2 separate regions of the Sus scrofa genome follow, and region 1 is linked to region 2. The links are chromatin contacts, called in public HiChIP or PLAC-seq maps. All regions are on one chromosome and are shown on one strand. The core of a region is the stretch at or near the end of the contact, and the rest is flanking DNA. Distances in the headings are between cores, read along the strand shown. Region 1 overlaps ARHGEF7 (rho guanine nucleotide exchange factor 7). Region 2 overlaps ANKRD10 (ankyrin repeat domain 10).

The links. HiChIP or PLAC-seq counts read pairs in DNA pulled down with a chosen protein or histone mark.
Region 1: a contact with region 2 is called in an H3K27ac HiChIP or PLAC-seq map of skeletal muscle. The contact joins two enhancer-like sites. A contact is called at or near these places in 5 of 47 Hi-C or Micro-C datasets (embryonic fibroblasts, epiblast stem cells, fetal skeletal muscle and 1 more) and 2 of 2 datasets of contacts at active chromatin or transcription factors (alveolar macrophages and skeletal muscle).

Annotation. Positions count from the first base shown.
Region 1 is chr11:77,467,406-77,471,040 of Sscrofa11.1, reverse strand. The region is part of intron 2 of ARHGEF7 (rho guanine nucleotide exchange factor 7); the gene reads right to left. Among named protein-coding and RNA genes, the nearest start is that of ARHGEF7, 42 kb to the right of the region's middle. Within about 2 kb of position 2,205, at least 2 of the 83 cell types and tissues checked have an H3K27ac peak or open chromatin away from gene starts, as enhancers often do. A contact at or near this core is called in skeletal muscle, where this site is marked.
Region 2 is chr11:77,329,580-77,333,138 of Sscrofa11.1, reverse strand. All of the region lies in intron 4 of ANKRD10 (ankyrin repeat domain 10), which reads left to right. Among named protein-coding and RNA genes, the nearest start is that of ANKRD10, 25 kb to the left of the region's middle. Within about 2 kb of position 1,693, at least 13 of the 83 cell types and tissues checked have an H3K27ac peak or open chromatin away from gene starts, as enhancers often do. A contact at or near this core is called in skeletal muscle, where this site is marked.

The DNA.
Region 1 (3,635 bases), core at 956-3,455, 140 kb before region 2:
CCGCGGTTTTCAGGAAAGCTTCAACCACTGATGTAAAATGAAGGGCCTTCAAAGACACAACAGACCGATGCTGACCAATCAGAGGCTTACGTTCACCCGTGTCCAGCCTCCCTGTCTAACCGCAGGTCACTGCAGCCTCCAAGAAGTCCCCTCCCTGGGAGAGTGCGGTGCGCCCCCATCTGCCGCCAGGCCTTCCCGGGGTCCCCACAGAGTGGACAGGACGACGTGTGCCAGCCCCGAGCAGAAGCCTGAGCACCGGTGTTTCAGCCAGCCTCTCTGGTCTGCCCTGTAAGAACGGCAAGGCCCGCACTGGCACTGCTCCATCAGCCTGGATCCGAAATAAAACAGGATGCTCAGAGCAGAGCAACCCCGTGTCGGCGATGGACACAGGACGGGCAGGACAAGCCTACGGTGTCGGCCGCCAAAGGCAACGGGAAGACGCCAACCCTTAGATCCGACACATCACTGAGTCTGCTTCGCCTCGGCTTCCAAAGTCACGGACGGTGCTGGAAATCAACCGTCTCTTCCACATAAGCAAGCGGAAAAGCAAAGGCTACGTCGCAAAACAGACCGTGTTGCACTTCAAGTAACAAAGGCCCTGTGAGTCAGGAGTCGTCCAAGTGAACCCCCCTCAAACTGGCTCAAAGAAAAGAGGACAGGACTGGCTCGCGGGGCTGTCGGGTCAGGGGCGGCAAGACCGAGGGTCCCGCTGTGGCCTGTGCGTTAAGACTGGGCCAGCGGTGACTCGGGTCGCTGTGGAGGCCCGGGTTAGGGCCTGGCCCGGTGCAGGGCTGCAGGATCCGGCCTTGCTGCAGCTGCAGCTGGGTTCGGCGCCTGGCCCGGGAACTTCCGCAGGCCTCGGGTGCCGCTGTGAAAGAAGAAAGGCAAGAACCACCAGCCCGGCGACAGGAGCTTCAGGCCATCTCTCGACTCTACTCTCCGCAGTGTGGGCTGAAGGTTCAAGGATGTCCTTCCCCATAAGGCCACACAACTGCCAGCCCCCGGCCCCAGCCACCAAGGCCACCACCACCTCAGCTGCTCCTGGCCTGCCTGAGTCGTGACCACATGGCCAGAGAGGCAGCACAGCAAGCGGACGTGGACAAGGCCCAGGCGACAGCACGCAAAAGCCTCTGGCCGAGCTCACAAGCGCGGGACGCGGTGCTGGGGGCAGGGCAGCCCAGGCCCAGGCCCGTGCAGACCAGCGGGACCAGTAAGACGACGCGAAGGAACCCGCTCCGCTGCAACAGCCTTCACGCCACCCCCACCACAGCCGAGCCACCCCCCACCCCCCCACCCACGCGACAAAAGCAGATGTTCGCCCTAAATGTCATCCCCGGCTGGTGACGCCCCTCAACGCACCCAAAGAGAAAAGGCCAGGCGTGCGCGACGTCCTCTTCCCACCACCCCAGGACCGATGGAGAGGCCCTACAGCAACGAGGCCCCACGGCGCTTTCTCAACGCGCAGCCTTAACGCCACTCCGAATGCAAGGGGCCAGGTCGGCTTCTCCGAGGAGGTTACGAAGAAGCTATTTTTGCACACGAAATGGTTGCCTTAGGCAGAGTTCTGGAGTGCGGCTCTCAGTTTAAAAATACAATCTTGTCCTACCACGGTGTCAAATGGAATGTGTGATTTTAGAACTAGATGAGTAAAAATGAATCTTAAGTAAGTTGTGCTATTTAAGCTTAATGCAAATGGTCCACGTGGCTGGGGGATGGGAACCAGAGCCAGCAGGGAATTTTCACTCTCTTGGCTTCTGCAGACATGGTACTTAATCCCACCTACTCTCACACCCTAGGGATAAAATTAAAGTTTGACGACGGAGTCTATCAATACACAGCACTTTCACCCAGTGTGCCCCCAATTTCTCTCAGTTTAAAACGACAGCTAAGTTATATTCTATTTTGTGGCTTCCACTATATCAACAGCCAAAATTCTAGGACTGGGACCAGCTACACAAGACAAGTTTTAGTTAGTTTCCAGGAAGGGCTGGGGGTGGAGGATTAGAACCAAGTCCCGAGAAGCTGGGCAAGACAGCTGACACAGTGAAAGGGCCGCTGACCTTCCTTCTCCGTAAAGGAGCCACTGCCCCAAACAGAAATCTGGCCAGGGACGCCAAAGCGCCATGAGGACAGGAAGAAGAGGGATGAAGCACCTGCTGAGGCCGCGGGGGCCCTGCGCAGACCTTGTGCCAACCTAATTCACAAACAGCCAAACAAGGCTGCAAAGGACAGCGTGACAGGTTCCAGATGACAAAGGATTGAGTCCGAGCAGTCACTGCTGCTCCCCCCGCCACACAGGGGTCAGGGGGCAGCGCCGGAGGAGCAGGGCTGGTTCGCAGACACACCCAGCACAGATGCAGCACCCCACCGGCCTGTGACAGCCTCCTGGTCCCGTCTCCCAGGGACAGTGAGACGGGCCCTTCAAAAGCAGCCACACGGGCACCAGACCGAGGAGGGATCTGGGCAGATGCTGACCATCAGTCACGGTGCCGACGTTTCGACGAGTACATCGCGTGAATTTTCACACTCAAACCAAGTGGTTACAAACTCAAACTTTGAGAAGGCTTCACGACGATAAAATGCAGACATGTCGCCTGCCATCCCTCCCCTGATCCTGCTGAAATGACAGGAGGGGCAGCGTGGAAAGACAGTCCTGAAGAACGAATCCACTGCAGTGCCAGGCGGGAGCAGGGGCCCACGAGCACCGCGGCGGAGGCTCGGGATTCCTGGGGCCTCATGACCAGGAGGTGCTCTCGACAGCCCTGGGAAGGAGCCCGGGCAGCCCCGTGGAGGGCCCGCCAGCCCCAGGGAACCACAGGGCACAGCACGTCCTCCAGGAGACGCCAAGCACTCAGGCAAAGTCCGCTGCCTGTGCTGGCTTCCTGGCCTAAGTGACAAACGAGGTGCTGCCAGGCCCACAGAACCGGCCCGGAGAGAACAGGAGGGACAACTGTACCCGAGTGAAACCCAAGAGCTCCAACTCCACCTCAGAGCCTGAACGCTCCCCTCGGGTAGAGGGCGAGGAAATGGGGGCCGGGGTCCGTCCCCACGGCTCCCGGCCTGTCCCTGGCCGCACCTGCACCTGAGGGCAGCCGGCCAGCCTCCCGCCACCCGCGAGCTCCGCGGTCAGGCCAGCCAGCGGGCTCCATTCACAAGGAGGAACCAGAACGAGCGCCCGGCAGACAGCAGAGGGACGGTGACCTGCCACCCTACACGAGATGCAGCAGGCACACTCCCTGCCCCGCCCGCCCAGCGCAGCCAAAAGCCCCGGACGCTGAAAAGGAAACAGATGCCAGACAGGGGGAGCTGGAGGGCCAGCAACCGGCGGCTGGCTTCAAGACTGTAAGAATTAGCTGTCACGGTGAGAAACGAGAAAGTATTTGCATTTATTTACAAATAAATAAAGCCAAAAAATTAAGCTGATGACCAAGTATTTTCATTGAGAACATGTTTGTTTTTTTAAAAAACTAGGCCCAGTACTTGCATGCCATAAAATCTAGTGCCTTTCTCCATTTAATGTCTACTTGCCAGTCTATGTACACTGTGCACTCACTTCGACCCCAGTACCAGTTAATGCGCTTGCGAGCGTGAGCGCAGGGACACGGTGGGACTACAATGTGACCGCTGGCCTGCTC
Region 2 (3,559 bases), core at 444-2,943:
CTCTGTTCCAGGCACTCTGTCTCAGAAGCACCTTCCCTTCCACGTCCTTTAAACAAAAGCCCAGATCCCTCCCTGGTGTTTTCCACAGGTGTTCCTGCTCCTCCGTGTCCTTGGCATCTTCACTGACCTGCTCTCTTGAATCTCCCCAGCCACTGGCCTGCGCGGCTGAGACCTTGGCAGGAAGGAGTCCCTCGCAAGGTCGCTGTGGTGGGAAGGTTGTGGCTTTAACAGGACCTCCAGTCGTCTGGGTAAAGTGCTCTGTGGTAGCAGAGAGCAGCTCCAGTTCATGATGGAGGGAATCCCCCAAGGAGACCCCTCCCCCGTCCCCTTTCGCAGGGACAGCGTTTCCCTGGTGATCAGAGTCCCAGGTCAGCAGGAAGGCCAAGGGGTGTGAGGTGTCGTCCTTGGTTGTGGGTCGGCACTGAGGCCCTCCCGCACTGGCCCCTTAAGGAGGCCCAGGGGAAGAGAGCCCACCCGTCCGTCTCAGGAGCCCAGGCTTCCCTCGGATCCACTGTGTGGAAGTCCTTGGCAGGGATCACACATCAGATGATGTTTACTGCATGGGTCTTACTAGGAAGTGACACCTGTTAGCTCGCCAAAGCTCCGTACTGTATGGCGCTGTGTGGGTTCTTTTTCCCCATTAAGAGATTTCTCTGCCTGCAAAGCTAGAATAAGCCTGATGAGGCAGCTTCCATAAGCTCCAGGTATCTTTGTAATTGTGCCCGGCACTTAAAACCCTGTGTGTGTGTACGAGTCCTGCCTTTCTGTGGGCAGGGCAGGCTCATGCTCCACAGTTGACCCCTTGGTGGCACAGTTTCTGTAAAGCTGCAGACCTCTGCCAGAGGCAAAGGAAGGCCCTTCTGGCGGTTTCAAGCTTGATCAGAAATAGTTTATTTTTAGAGTCTCAGAACCAACTAGGGGCTTTATTCAGTTCTCAAGTTTTAAGTGAAATTTCGTGTGCAGATTTCTGTGTGGTCCGGGCACTTTCCCGAATGAAGCCTCTTCCCTGGTCCCCCAAGGTTGGGCATGGGGGGGCTTCTTGGGCCGTGGCCACACCTGGCCGGCACTCCTCCTGTGGGGAGGGAGAGCTGGGAGGGCTTCCTCTGAGCCAATCCTAGATGATTTTGTCGCAAATATGCACTGACAGGTCCTGGAGTCTTGCCTCATCAGCCCATACCTGCTTGGCGGCCAGAGTGAAAGGCAAGACGTGTACAAGTGTCCAGTAATTCTCTCTTCAGCTGGGACAGGGAGGAAGGGAAAGAGCTGCTTTTCTAAAACAAATGGAATCAAGATGGGTGATTTTAGAAGAAAAATGTTCTGGAATGTCTACAAGCCACCTTCTCAGGTGCAATGTGGAATATTTAAACAGTTCCTTGGCGATGGCAGTAGGTGTGTGAGACAGACACCGCAGGTGCACGATCTGTGGTGACAGGAAGAGAATTCAAGTCCAGACCCTCTGTCCTTAGGATTCGAGAAGCCAGTTCTCACTCGTGGCTTGTGGTGCGGTCTTCAGGGCGTCCGGTTACACGCTCAGTGTCCCCATCCAGCTGTCTGAGCCCTTTTCCAGGTGCTGGGAGGAGTGACATGAAGGCGTCCGTGTCAGGTGCGTTGCTCAAGCAAGGCTGTGGGCAGCTGGGTCTGCCGCCAGGTGGTTGGATGCCCTGGCGGGCAGGTCCTCTGGGAGCTGCGCTGCCAAGACTGCAGGGAAAGCCTGCAGAGAGCTCGGTTAAACTCCAGGCTGTCTGCCCTAGCGCCTGCCTCCCCGTTAAGGTTTCTCGACTCAAATCTGAAAGCCTTTGGTCTGTTCATTTTTACCTTGTGTTGGTGAGGAACTGTATAAACAAAAGACACATCTAAAAATGTTTAAAATAAAACAATTTTTGAATGTAAAAAGGGACATATCTACAAGGAAGCGCATCCAAGTTGAGCCCCTAGTGCCCCAGGTCCTGGGTAAGGGATCACTTTCTGTCCTTAGAGTGGTATTGAGCCTTTCCCTTTGTTTTAAACGTCCCCAAAGGCTCTGCCACCAGCTCTTCGGGCCCCCTAGCGGCGGGTCCACCCTCATGTCCAGCTTCATTTTGGAGCTGGTCTCATCTGAGGTGGTGAGTTATTTTTAGTCGTCGTTGCTTTCTGTGTGTGTGCCCTTTGCGGCTAGAGCCTGGACTTCACTCATTGATGAAACGCTGCTGGGCACGGCTGGAGGGAGCCAGGAGACAAAGTCCCTGCTTTTATGAAGCCAGTTTTGTTGGGTTTGGGGGGAGGAGGGAGGGCATCATGGTTTGGCATGGTTTTGTTTTGTTTTCTTTTCTTTTTAGGGCCACACCTGCGGCATATGGAGATTCCCAGGCTAGGAGTCGAATTGGAGCTGTAGCCGACGGCCTACACCAGAGCCACAGCAACTTGGGATCTGAGCTGCATCTGCAACTACACCACAGCTCATGGCAACACCAGATCCTTAACTCCCTGAGCGAGGCCAGAGATTGAACCTGCAACCTCATGGTTCCTATAGTCTCATTCATTAACCACTGAGCCACAATGGGAACTCCATGGCACCTTTTTAAAAACTTGCTCTTCAGGGGTCTGAAATTGCAGCTCTAACCTGAATATCACTCTCCCCAAAGAACCCTGGCCCTCAGTTCCAAACCAAAACCAGGCATCGAGAGCATGGATGCATAGAGCTCTCTGTGCTTGCAGCCCCAGGGCTGTCTTTTCTGTCGAGAGTTTGTGGCTTTGCCCCAAGAAGCTCCCCTGGTTCTCAGTGCACCGATTTAGCCCCTCTGGTGCCGCGGGGCAGGAGGAAGGAGGCGTGGCCCGTGCGGCCTTGGGCCTGGCTGAGAGGGCTTATCAGCGGGTTCCTGGGCCCTCCCTCCCTCCCCCTTTTCAAAGGCGGCCTCTTGACCCCTGCCTTCTCGGAAGTGCCTTCTTTCGTGGTGAGGATGGGGCCTCACCTGTCCCTGATTTGGGGCCTGTGGAGGATGAAGAGAAACGTCGCCAGAGACCGACGTCCTTAGATTGTTGCCTCCGGTTTAAAGCGTCCCTGTTGGGGGGTGTCTTGGGCCTCATACCTGTGCACGTCTGGTCTTTCTCGGACACACAGATCACTCCTCTGTTTCTTCCACATACTAATCATTGAGAATACGAGTTTCTCTTTTATTAAGACTTTTTCCTTTAAAACTGTTTCAACAGTTTGCGGAGTACTCTAGAACCAATATTCACGTTCCAGTGTTGAAAATGACTCATGTGCCGCTGATTGGAAGCCATCGAAGCTGCAAAGCTCAGTTGTTTATCTGAGTAAAGAACCAGAAGTGGGAGTTCCCATCGTGGCGCAGCGGAAAAGAGTCCGACTAGGAACCATGTGGTTGCGCGTTTGATCCCTGGCCTCGCTCAGTGGGTTAAGGATCCAGCGTTGCCTGAGCTGTGGCGTAGGTTGCAGACGTGGCTAAGATCTGGTGTTGGCCGTGGCTGTGGTGTAGGCCGGCGGCTACAGCTCTGATTCGACCTCTAGCCTGGGAACCTCCATATGCCGTGGGAGTGGCCCTAGAGAAAAACCAGAACCAGA